Linked DNA regions of Mus musculus: region 1 is linked to region 2. Evidence: chromatin contacts called from public HiChIP or PLAC-seq data. All regions are on one chromosome and are shown on one strand. Each heading gives the region's core, a stretch centred on a gene start, on an enhancer-like site or on the middle of the called end of the contact. The rest is flanking DNA. Distances are from core to core; before and after follow the strand shown.

What was found. HiChIP or PLAC-seq counts read pairs in DNA pulled down with a chosen protein or histone mark.
Region 1: an H3K4me3 HiChIP or PLAC-seq map of embryonic forebrain shows a contact between it and region 2, with 3 times the contacts expected there. The contact joins the enhancer-like site here to the promoter of Pus7 in region 2. A contact is called at or near these places in 1 of 39 promoter capture datasets (cranial neural crest), 4 of 115 datasets of contacts at active chromatin or transcription factors (bone marrow-derived macrophages, embryonic forebrain, embryonic hindbrain and 1 more) and 2 of 9 other capture datasets (adipose tissue and liver).

The regions. Positions count from the first base shown.
Region 1 is chr5:24,120,635-24,126,742 of GRCm38.p6, reverse strand. All of the region lies in intron 1 of Klhl7 (kelch-like 7), which reads right to left. Among named protein-coding and RNA genes, the nearest start is that of Klhl7, 23 kb to the right of the region's middle. Within about 2 kb of position 1,827, at least 25 of the 459 cell types and tissues checked have an H3K27ac peak or open chromatin away from gene starts, as enhancers often do. A contact at or near this core is called in embryonic forebrain, where this site is marked.
Region 2 is chr5:23,779,306-23,785,309 of GRCm38.p6, reverse strand. Pus7 (pseudouridylate synthase 7) reads left to right here and starts at 1,599. Exons shown (of 16, transcript NM_178403.5): 1 at 1,599-1,798.

The DNA of each region.
Region 1 (6,108 bases), core at 578-3,077, 340 kb before region 2:
ACCAAATGCTGTAATGCCTGTACATATTTTCTACTTATATCCTTTCCACACACTTTAGAGAGCATTTGTCAAAGACTTAGAGTACCTGTTAGATAGTATCAACATTTGGTACTATACTTCCAACAGTCAAGAGAAACACAAGTTAGTGTATTAAAAGCAAGTCTGGTATATAAAGGGGATTCCAGGACAGCCAAGATTATAGAAAGAGACCCTATCCTGAAAAACAAAAGAGAAACAAACAAAACAAAAGTCTGCAGAGCTGCATGGGTGGTACACAGCCGCCCAGAGGCTGAGGAGAATCACTCTGAGGCCAGTCTGGGCTGTATAAGGACATCCTATCTTGCTTTGACTGTCAATAGAAAAAGAGTCTGCTAATCCTTCAGGGAAGCCAAAACTTTTTTCCTGTCATAAATTCTAAGGCCTTTATTGTTAGCTTTCAACAGGGAAGGGGACAATTAAATGATATAATATGTGCAAGTTATCAATGCTTGGTAAAATCCAGAGAATATGGCACATAACCCAAAAAGGTAGTGGGAACCAGAAAGGACTCAGACACAGAGTAAATGAAGTGACTCTTTAGCAATCTTCCCTTAAATAGCTTGTCTCACAAACATCCTTTAAATAGAAGCTGGATAGCAGCCATTTCTAAACTAATTCCTGACCAAGACAACAGCAGTGACACTCTAGGCTGTGCAAAGAAGGTAGGCCTGCAATAACTTAAACTTCAAAAGGATAGGGAAAAAAAGGAGTACTGAAAATACATCAAGGGTTAGCACCTTACAGATGACTTTTAAAGAAAAAGAAATGTCTTTGGGGGAACACATCAAAAAATATATTCACAATGAAGCTGAAGATATTCTAACCACTGGGAGGTAACATATTCCATTATTCTTTTTTTTTTTTATTTTAAGTTTTAACTGTTATGTGTATGGGTGTTTTGATTGTAAGTATGTCTGTGTACCACATGACCCCTGAGGGAGTCAGATGAGGATGTCAATCCCCAGGCATCGGGATGGTTTTTAAATGCCATGTGAGTGATGGGAATTGAACCTGGGTCCTTTGCTGAGCCATCTTTCCAGCCCCATATTAAGTGGTTTGTAAATCTTGTTGCAAATCAATAATTTAGTAGCTTAGCAGATACAGTTTTTGCAAATTTTAAGTGTTTTCCTAAATAAGTATTTTACTAATAGTTTTTGAAAAATTGACATTTCCTACTATTTAGCTATTTTGTTTATGTGAGTACACACATGCGTGCATGCATGCGTATGCGTGTACCACATATATGCAGATAAGTATACATACATGGCCTGTGCATTCAGTGGTCAAAAAAGGTTATCCCGTTGTCTCCCTCCTCCACCTACCTCCACTAACTGACTAAATCTCTCAATGAACATAAAGCTGGCTGTCTTTGTGAGGCTGGACGAGAGGGCTTTCAGGACCAGATCTCTCCACCTTCCACTCGGTTATAAACACATTTGCTTTGTGGGGCTTTTCTGTGGGAATTTGAAACCAGCTCCTCTTGCTTACACAGCAAGTGCTCTTACCCATTAAGCCATTCCACCAATCCTACTTTATTTTGCGAATAAAAATCCAAGTAAGATGCTAATACTTAGGAAAAAGGAAAGGAGCCACCCAAAGCAGACTAAAAGAGATACAGAACTTTACATTTAGTCTATTTCAAGATTTGTTAAGTTTTGTGGGCCAGTACTTAGAATCTTATGCAGATTGGTAGCCCCTAAAGCTATTGTTGCTTCCATAGAAAGCTGAGCTTTTAAAGGTTCACTGTCTGACCTATGTGAGTAGGGTGCAAACAAGCAACAGTCCTCGGGTGACTTGCCATATGCCATACTAAAATATGCAAAGTAGTGCACACAGAATCTCTGATGTACTGTGTAGACACAGCACCTGTCAGTAAAAAAAACAAAAAAAAAAACAAAACAAAACAAAAAAAACCTATGGGCTATATATAGGAAGGGGTAGAATAGAAGGAGGGACATCTGGTAGGAAAAAAGGATTCTGGGAAAGAGACGTGTGGGAAATTCACCCAGGAACATGGAGGACAGAAGCCTGGGGGCTAGCCATGTGGCAGAACTTAGACTAGAATGAATGGGATATTAAGTTATGATCTAATCAGGGAATCAACCAAAGCATAAGGCCAAAAGTGTTTATAAATATATTTTGAGTCTCAGAGTTGTTATTAGGGAGGGGGCGGGGCTGATGGCACTCAACATGGAAGGCATGTAATTTAAACCTTTTCATTCATATTCAGGTATTAGACAGAGTAGTGGGTAAAGAGCAGGAAACAAAGGGCCCTGCTGGGCTACAGAGCACTTGATTGAGGCCCCTGAGCCTGCATTCTCTCTCAGACTAACAGAAATCCTGCCCCAGGACAGGATTTGTGCCCCAGCTGCTACAGCAAGAGACAAAGGCAGCACTTCTAAGAGTAGGATGGAAGCAGGACTTTAGCAGGTCAAAGGAGAACTCAACTCAGTACAGCTAGGCTAGCTGAGGGGCAGGGAGACAGAGTCTGAGGGGTCATTCCTCTAATGAACACAGAGCAGAAACACACAAGTTCAAAACACAGCTCTCAGTTAAACCTGAGAGTGCTGAACTACAGTCACCTTCTCAGAGTGGGGGAAAGCCATAGGAGGTATTTGTGAGTATATGCTGCACACACAAGGGCCCAGGACTGCAGTGGCATAAGACAAAACTGCGGTTTTTCTGCAATTCACCCTTTCCTGTTAACCAGAGGGCCAAGGACAGTGGCAGTGTCCTGAGCTAAACAATAAAGGGAGACAAAAAAAGGACACACAGAAAGAATCCAAATGAACCAAAACTTCTTTTCAGAGAAGGTAAAAAAATTGTTTTAAGACTGAAAAGGGAAGAAAACTGGATTTAAATTTCACACACATATATAAAAATAATCCAAAATTGATAACTATAAAGATGAACAATGACAGAGGTTGTCTAGCTTATCTGATCTCTTTTAAATGGTTCAAAGACACAAATAAGAGAAACAGATACATCTAAACTGGAAGTAGCATATCACTGATTATGACAATTATCATACTAATAATCCTCATTTTCACCTTAACAGTACTATTGCCTTCTCAGAGATAAAGCCTTAGACAAAAATTTTGAAAATTTATAAATCAGACTAAGAAAAAACCTAAAACATCAGCGATGAAGTAAAATGGAGAAAGTAACATTTGGAAACAAGATTTAGAAAAAAATTCTTAACTTATAATCACACTGCTAAGATATCAGAGATAAAACATAGTGTGAGACCCCAACTTAGAGCGTTTCTCCCCTAGAAGGTAATGCCCCTGGATGTTTCCCAAGCTTATTTTCCCTGATCTCTAAAAATACAGCCAGAAAGAAGCTCTTTGTTCTCTATAGCCAGCAAAAAGCTTTTGTTTCTGTGCCTTCCAGCTAGAGATTCCATAACTGTAGGAAGACCTACAAGGACATGGAGATAGACCAGGAGAGGAGGCTGCAGCTCACTCTCCCCCTCACCAGAAAGGAGCTGTAGCCAACTCTCCTCCCAACTTCTTCCAACTCCTCCCAATTCCTCACTAGCTGTTAAAAGCCCCCTACTGTCACCGCTCCTGGTCAAACTCCCCTGCCCTGCACCAAGAAGGGACTTCCTCCTCTGCTAGCTGATAATAAAACCTCTTGCAGTTTGCATCAGGTGTGGTTTTCTCTCCAGATGTTGGGGTGTTGGCCAGCTCATCCCGGGACTTGAGCTGAGGCCCAGCATCAGGGGTCTTACAATAGGGAGGGAAAAAAATTAAGGCAGACTTTCTCAAAGAAGAGGCTGAAAAACTAGATACTAGATTGGAGACCACAGAGCAGATGGAGGATTCTTTGAATCAAAATAGAGAACACTCACAGAAATCCAATCTAGAATTCACAGTAAATCAAAAGAGACAGTTCCAGATGAGAAAAATCTACAAAGGCTTAAAGAATTAAAATGGCAGCCCATAAAGAGATAACACATTGAGCTAAGAATCTAGATTCTACTTAAGGGAACAACGCCATACAGCAGATTATATGTTTCACTCAATGGAATTTAGAGTATTAAGATATATATGTGTTGATGCATCATACTATTTGATGTAGATTCAGAATCCCAATAGGCTTCTGCCTTGAATTCTGAAAAAGGGGATTCTGAGATTGCACATTTAATAGAAACTATGATAATTATAGCTATGCCTGCACAAATAGAGACTGACACTATTCCAACATAAGTCTCTATTAAACTGAAACAGTTCTTTACATATTCCAATGTAGAGCATGTGTGGTTTTGGCACACAGTCCTACAGCACTGGTAGCTGTAGAAGACCAATCACACTGTGAAGGCAACGCACTGACAGATGGAAGCTGAGGCTGCCTCAGCTTATGCACCCACTGGAAAAACAACAAACATTTTTATATTATAGCATGAAACCTGTTGTAGATATAATCTATACTCCTACCGGTCAAGCAATTATGGAGAGATCTAACAAAAATTTAAGAGAGATACTCATAGAACAAGATAATTTAAAAAATTCTTCTAGGGATAAATTAAATGATGTTTTGTTGCCTTTGAATTTTTTTCAATTTTTTTATTAGATATTTTCTTCATTTACATTTCAAATGCTATCCCGAAAGCCTCCTCCCCCTGCCCTGCTCCCCAACCCACCCACTCCCACTTCTTGGCCCTGGCCTTCCCCTGTACTGAGGCATATAAAGTTTGCAAGACCAAGGGGCCTCTCTTCCCAATGATGGTCGACTAGGCCATCTTCTGCTACATATGCAGCTACAGACACGAGCTCTGGGGGTACTGATTAGTTCATATTGTTGTTCCACCTATAGGGTTGGAGACCCCTTCAGCTCCTTGGGTACTTTCTCTAGCTCCTCCATTGGGGGCCCTGTGTTCCATCTGATAGATGACTGTGAGCATCCACTTCTGTATTTGCCAGGCACTGGCATAGCCTCATATGAGACAGCTATATCAGGGTCCTTTCAGCAGAATCATGCTGGCATATGCCATAGTGTCTGTGTTTGGTGGTTGATTATGGGATGGATCTCCGGGTGGGGCAGTCTCTGGATGGTCCATTCTTTTGTCTCAGCTCCAAACTTTGTCTCTGTAACTCCTTCCATGAGTATTTTGTTCCCGATGAGAAGGAGGAATGAAGTAGCCACGTGTTGGTCTTCCTTCTTCTTGATTTTCTTGTGTTGTGCAAATTTTATATTGGGTATTCTAAGTTCTGGGCTAATATCCACTTATCAGTGAGTGCATATCAAGTGAGTGTGACTGGGTTTACCTCACTCAGGATGGTATCCTCCAGATACATCCATTTGCCTAAGAATTTCATAAATTCACTGTTTTTAATAGCTGAGTAGTACTCCATTGTGTAAATGTACCACGTTTTCTGTATCCATTCCTCTGTTGAGGAACATCTGGGTTCTTTCCAGCTTCTGGCTATTATAAATAAGGCTGCTATGAACATAGTGGAGCATGTGTCCTTATTACCAGTTGGAACATCTTCTGGGTATATGCCCAGGGGAGGTATTGCTGGATTTTCCAGTAGTACTATGTCCAATTTTCTGAGGAACCGCCAGACTGATTTCCAGAGTGGTTGTACAAGTTTGCAATTCCACCAGCAATGGGGGAATGTTCCTCTTTCTCCACATCCTCACCAGCATCTGCTATCACCTGAATTTTTGATCTTAGCCATTCTGACAGGTGTGAGGTGGAATCTCAGGGTTGTTTTGATCTGCATTTCCCTGATGATAAAGGATGTTGAACATTTTTTCAGGTGCTTCTCAGCCCTTAGGTATTCCTCAGGTGAGAATTCTTTGTTTAGCTCTATACCCAATTTTTTAATGGGGTCATTTGAATTTCTGGAGTCCAGCTTCTTGAGCTCTTTGTATATATTGGATATTAGTCCCCTATCAGATTTAGGATTGTTGGAATAGGTGTAGTTTGTAGGAAGAAGTGTGCCACTGTGGTTGTTGGCTTTAAGACCCTCATCCTAGTGCCTGGAAGCCAGTCTTCTCCTGTTTGCCTTGTAAACAAGATGTAGAACTCTCAGATCCTCCCACACCATGCCTGCCTGGACA
Region 2 (6,004 bases), core at 350-2,849:
TAAGAAGTGACTCATTTAGCTGGATCTTTCTACTAAATCCATATTTTAAAAGCAAGTGTGGGACTCAGGAGACAGTTTAGTCAATACAGTGGGGACCTGTGTTCAGATCCTGCTAGTCATGTAGAAAGCTGGTCACAGCAGATCTGTGTAATCCAAGCAGTAGAGAGACAGAGATAAGATCTTTCGACTTGCCAGCTAACCAGTCCAGTTGAGCTCCAGGATCAATGAAAATTATTTACAAAAAGTAGGGTGAAGGGGCCATGGAGATGGATCGGAGGTAAGGGCACTTGCCAAGCAAGCCTGACGACTTGGCTTCCGTCCCCAGAAACCATGTAAGGTAGAAGGAGAGGACCAGCTTCTGCAGACTATGCTCCAGCCTCCACATGTACGCATGCCCACATCATAAACACACAATAATAATAAGTAACTAAGGTAGAGAGTGAAAGCGGAAAGCACCATGATGGGCCTCAGGTCTCCACAAACTCAGAACTGTACATGGACCTTAGTTTTTGATATTTTGATGGTCTTAGGCAACCCCTTGAAAGGGCCACTGGAACCCCAAGGGGTTAAGGAACTACTGATTGACACCGTTCAGAGTTCCAGTCAGGGAACGATGCTGGTCCTGTACGATTACAATGAACCCAGTCAGGATAGTCCAGCATAGGCATGACCAGGGCTTGTCTCCAAGGTAATTCTAGACTCTGTCAAATTGACAACACTAATCATCACATATGCAAACCTCACATATGTAAAACACATGGTTACAACAAACACCACACACACACACACACACACACACACACACGTCTAAGAGGAATACAAAGATCTGAAATAACAGGATTTTGTTTGTTTTGGTTTGGTTTTCTTTTTCTTTTTTTTTTTTTCTATTTTGTTTTTTCAAGACAGGGTTTCTCTGTATAGCCCTGGCTGTCCTGAAACTCACTCTGTAGACCAGGCTGGCCTCGAACTCAGAAATCTACCTGCTTCTGCTTCCCAAGTGCTGGGATTAACGGTGTGTACCATTACTGCCCAGGTTTTTGTTTGTTTGTTTAAAAAAAACCAAAACAACAGGGTCTTACCTAGGCCATGTTTACCTGGGATTCCTTACATATCCCAAAGTGCCCTTAAGTTTCTGATCCTTCTGTCCATATCACCTGAGTGCTTGGATTATGGGCTTTTGACTCTCCACAAATCTTGATTTATTTTATTATATTTTATTTTACCCTGAGTTGAAATCTGGCAAAATATTAGACCTGAAATGCTATGGAATGCTTTGATTTGGTCAGTTGGCTACTTGAAGCATGAGAAGAAAAATATATTTTATTTTTCTTTACGCCAAAGCATTAACCAGCTATGATGGAATCTTCTTGAAGACAGTCCTCCTGGGGAGCTGTCAAAGGTAAGAAACCCATTCTATTAATATGCACTATTAACCATAGCTGTGAAAGAAGCTCCCATTTAAGCACAATTAACAACTAATAAGGTAGTCTCTGTTTTTGAAGTCCTAAAGGTTTCTTTGCATAAGGCAAGTCACTTCCCAGGCGCCGATGGGCGGAGCGTCCTCGGGAGCGGAGGGCCGGTGGAGCGGGCCCCGCCCCGGGGCGTGGTCGGCGCGGCGCAGCGCCGCACGTGTGCGAGCCCGGCGGCTGGTGGGATAACCCGTCCCTGTGCGTCTCCACGCGGTGCAGCCTGTGCTGGTCGGCGCTGGCCGCCGCCTCCTGCGAGTCACCGCCGCCGCCCTCCCGCGTCCCGAGCCGAGCGTCCTCTTCTCCGCTCGGCCCGCGCCCTCAGGCTCCCGGTAAGTGCTCTGCTTTGCGGCGTGGCCCCAGGCCTCCGGAGAGGCGCGCGGCCGGGGAGGGAGGGCGGCCGTGGTCGCAGCTCGCGCTGCTCCCTGTTTCTCCGCCGCCAGCTCCACCTTCCCCGCTTGTCTTATTTCTGCTCCACGCACCCGGATCCTTGATCCCGGACCCCTAGTTCCCGATCCATGCTCCCCGATCCCGGCTATTCGCCCTGATCCCCGCCGTTCGTTAAGCGGCGCCGCGTCCCGATCCTCTGGCCGCGCCGCTGTGGGCTAGAACCTTCTTTTTCCACTTCTTCCTTGCTTTGTGGTGCCTCAGGCACTCCCCAAACTCAATTCCCTGTTAGAAAAACAAACCAGCCTTCCCCCGGTCCTGCTCAGCGCTCCCAGATCGTCCGAGCAGCCTGCACTGGTCCCGGCCTGGTGCTGGGTACTGGGCGCAGATGTTTTACTTGCTGGGCAGGCCTTAAGGGCCGCTGCTCTTCTCAACCACGGAGAAGCGATCAGGCTGACGTCTGGGGTCTTTTCTCCAACCTCTGCTGGGTGACAGTGCAGGCTACTTATTCTGTGGTCCATACCACCAAGCCCTTCACTGAGGGGCCTTTAAAATGGCCAGCACATGGTTATTGCTCTTAATTACTGCCAGTCAAGGAAGAAGGGTTTAGTTCAAGGCCATTTCTTTAAAAAAGAGATCTCTAAAATATAGGTGCTACTTTGTTTTGTTCCCACTCTTAAACAACAACAAAAATCTGTGGCCATCCGTAAAACACTATGCCTCAATGTCAGGGCAATGGTTTTACTAACGAAGGAGCTGTCAAATATCAGACTGTTCACTGTAGTGAGAAAGAGGGGAAACTATGTGCAGTCATTAGCAAATAACCAACAGTCAGAATTTGTTAACTTAACAAGTTTATTTGAATACATAAACCTCTTTTGTCTTGAGATAGGACTTACTATGTAGACCAGGCTGGCTTGAACTAGAGACACAAGTCTTTCTCAGCCTTTTGAGTGCTGCCCTTATAGGAGAGGGACGGCCACTTGAGTTCCCCTCTGAACATCTCTCTCTCTCTCTCTCTCTCTCTCTCTCTCTCTCTCTCTCTCTCTCTCTCTCTCTCTCTCTCTCTCTCTCTCTTTGGGGGAAGGGTTGAGGCAGAGTCTCTCTGTTATGTGGACTGTCAGTCCTGGAATTCTCTATGTAGACCAGGCTGGCCTGGAGCTGCTAGGCTTGGGTCAGTGCCAGCGTTCAGCACTCGTGTAGGAGGCTGGTTTGATCCAGGGCACCGATGAGCCTGGGATTTGGCGGCATGTCTGTTACCCCATTTCCTAGCTGGGATCTTTGCAGGCTCTGTTCTGCCCCCATGGAGCTCACACAATTTTCAGGTCTACTTTTTTCAAGTCTTTAAAACACCTTTACGGGGGCTTTACCTCAGGCCACCCCATTCTCTGCTTCTAAATGGCTGGCCTGTCCTAATACTGGGTTTGTTTGTTTGTTTGTTTGTTTGCAGCACCGAAGACTGAACTTAGGGCATGCTAGACAAATGTTCTGCTTCTGAGCACATCCCCCACAAATTTATTTGGTTTTTAAAAATATCCTTAAGTAGGTTGTAATCTTGTTTGGTTGCAAGAAGTCTTCCATCTTTCTCCAGTGTCTACCCAGGACATACTTAATAAATGTTAGAGTAGATGACTCTGATAGACGTAATAATTTTTTCAGATTAGGATGTGGAGTGAGTTTTGCCATTAAAGTAAGTAATGCCTGCTGTTTCAGGCCTAAGCAGGAGTATCACAGGTTCAAAACCTGCCTGGGTTACATTAACAAAGGCTTTCTAAGCATCTTAGCAAGACCCTGTCTCAAAGCGAGAACAGGACAGTGTAGTTCATTGTTAGCATGCTTGTTTATCATGCCCAGCACTTCATGAGACCCTGTCTCAAAAAACAAACTTCTAAAAGAGCAAACCGTGGTTATGATATCAAGAATCAAAAGCTGAGTAAGAAGTGTCTTAGGGACGTGGTGTGGTGGCACACATCTTAAATTCCAGCTCTTAGGAAGCAGAGGCAATTGGACAGCCAGGGCTGTGTAGGGAGACCCTATCTGACTCCCAAGATCTGGTGTTCCTTTTGCATCTGGGAGCGAGGTGGGTGGTCTGACTGTAAAGTCCCTGAGGCAGGCTGCATGCATGGCTTTTGCTGGCTGTGCTTGCCTGTGTGCTGAGAGTTGTGGCCTCTGGACAGGTATCAGGCTCTCCTGGTTGCTGATTATTTGGAGCCCGGTACTGTAATTACCCCTACTTGGTGGTTGCTCAGGTGGTCATGTGTCTGCTGTGGAGTAAGATCTGCCAAGTCTTAGAATTTGCTTTAATTTTATTACCTAATATGGCTGTTCCTGGTTTTTCTTTAACCTTAGAGGACTAGAATATTTTTAGAGCTCATTTACGGTGTTTATGGGTACACTCACTTTTCGTCTCTCTTTGTAATAAAAATAGGAAAAACCTTCCATTCTTACTTCAGTTTTAAGTAAGATCAAGTAGATAGGTGCACACAGCCTGGAATATCTTTATTGGCTGCCCTGTGTTCAAGCATCTCCTAAGCTCCTCTTTACTGGGGACGGATGTGTGGGGTCTGAGATTTAGTTCTATATATTGCAGATAGTACAGTTAAATAATCTTGTTTTGGGCTGTGTCTTTATCTTTTTTAAAATTTTTTAGATTTGTTTTTATTTATTTTTATGTATTAATTTTTGTTTAATATTTATTTATGAGTGCTCTGCTGCATGTGCACCTGCATGCCAGAAGAGGGCGTCAGATCCCTTTATGGTCATGAACCACCATGTGGGTGCTGGGAATTGAACTCTGAGCCTCTGGAGGAGCAACTAGTGCTCTTAACCACTGGGCCATCTCTCCAGCCTGGCTGTGTCTTTTTAAATGTGGTGAAATACACGTAGTAGCTGGCATAGTGGAACACTTCTACAATCCCAGTACTCAGGAGGCCGAGGTTGCAGAGTTAAGAGTTAAAACCCAAGCTTGTATATTTACAATGTATGGTTTGTTGTGTCACTTTTATCTGGTGTCTGTGTGTGTGTGTGTGTGTGTGTGTGTGTGTGTGTGTGTGTGTGTGTGTGTATGTGTATGTGTGGTGTTCGTGGGTGTGCGTGTGGAGGTCAGAACCACTTTGGGAGTCAGTTCTCTCTTCTACCACATGAGTCCTGAAGACTTTACTCGAGTCTGGCATTCCCACTCCCTTACGCTAAGCTCTCTTGCTGGCTTTGACTTTTTGAGAAGCCTTGCACTGAATGTGGAGTTTGACAGTTTGGCTAGATGCACTAGCAGTGACTCCTAGAGAATCCTTCTGTATCCACCTTGCCAACCTCCAGACTTAAAGAAGAAGGAGTGGGGGTTAACAACCCAACAACCCATGAGTGCTAGAGATCAAATTCAGATAGATCCTCGTCCGTCGGTGCTAGGCAAGCACTTTACTATGTACCTTCTCTTGCTGTTTTCAGTCAGGATCTCTTGTATCCCTCGCTGGCCTTGAACTCCTGGCCCTTCTATTTCTCCCTTCCAGTGCTGAGATTGCAGGTGTATTTCATACCTGTCTGACTTTATAGGTATTATACAACAGCCCCGCCCCCCCCCCGTAGCTCTTGGTATGGTGTAAGTGTGCTTTCATTTATGTCCTGCTGTATTTTATCAGTTTTGAAAGATAATGCATATGCCTAGAGCAAGATTATACTGAAATCATGGTGGATACACAACTGTTATTACCTAACCACCTGGGTCCTCCCTAACCACCTGGGTCCTCCCTAACCACCTGGGTCCACCCTAACCACCTGGGTCCACCCTAACCACCTGGGTTCTGCCCTAGAAGGAATTGCCTCTTGCAGATCCTAATCAGTTGTATCTACGAATTATTCAGCTTATTTATTTTAATTTGCTTTATGTATATGCATGTGTGCCTGCTTGCCTGTGTACATAATGTGTGCATAGGTACCTGCACACACCAAGATGGAGCACTGGATCCCCTAGAGCTGAAGTTACAGGCTTTGATTGTGAGAGTTCTGGGAACAGAACGTGGGTCCTCTGAAAGAGCAGCAAGTACTCTTGACTTCTGAGCCATCCATCCCTTTAGCTCCTGAATTCTGTTTGTTTTTGTTGTTGTTGTTGTTGCTGTTACTGTTTTTTTTTTAGTTTTTAAATTTTATGTGTGTGA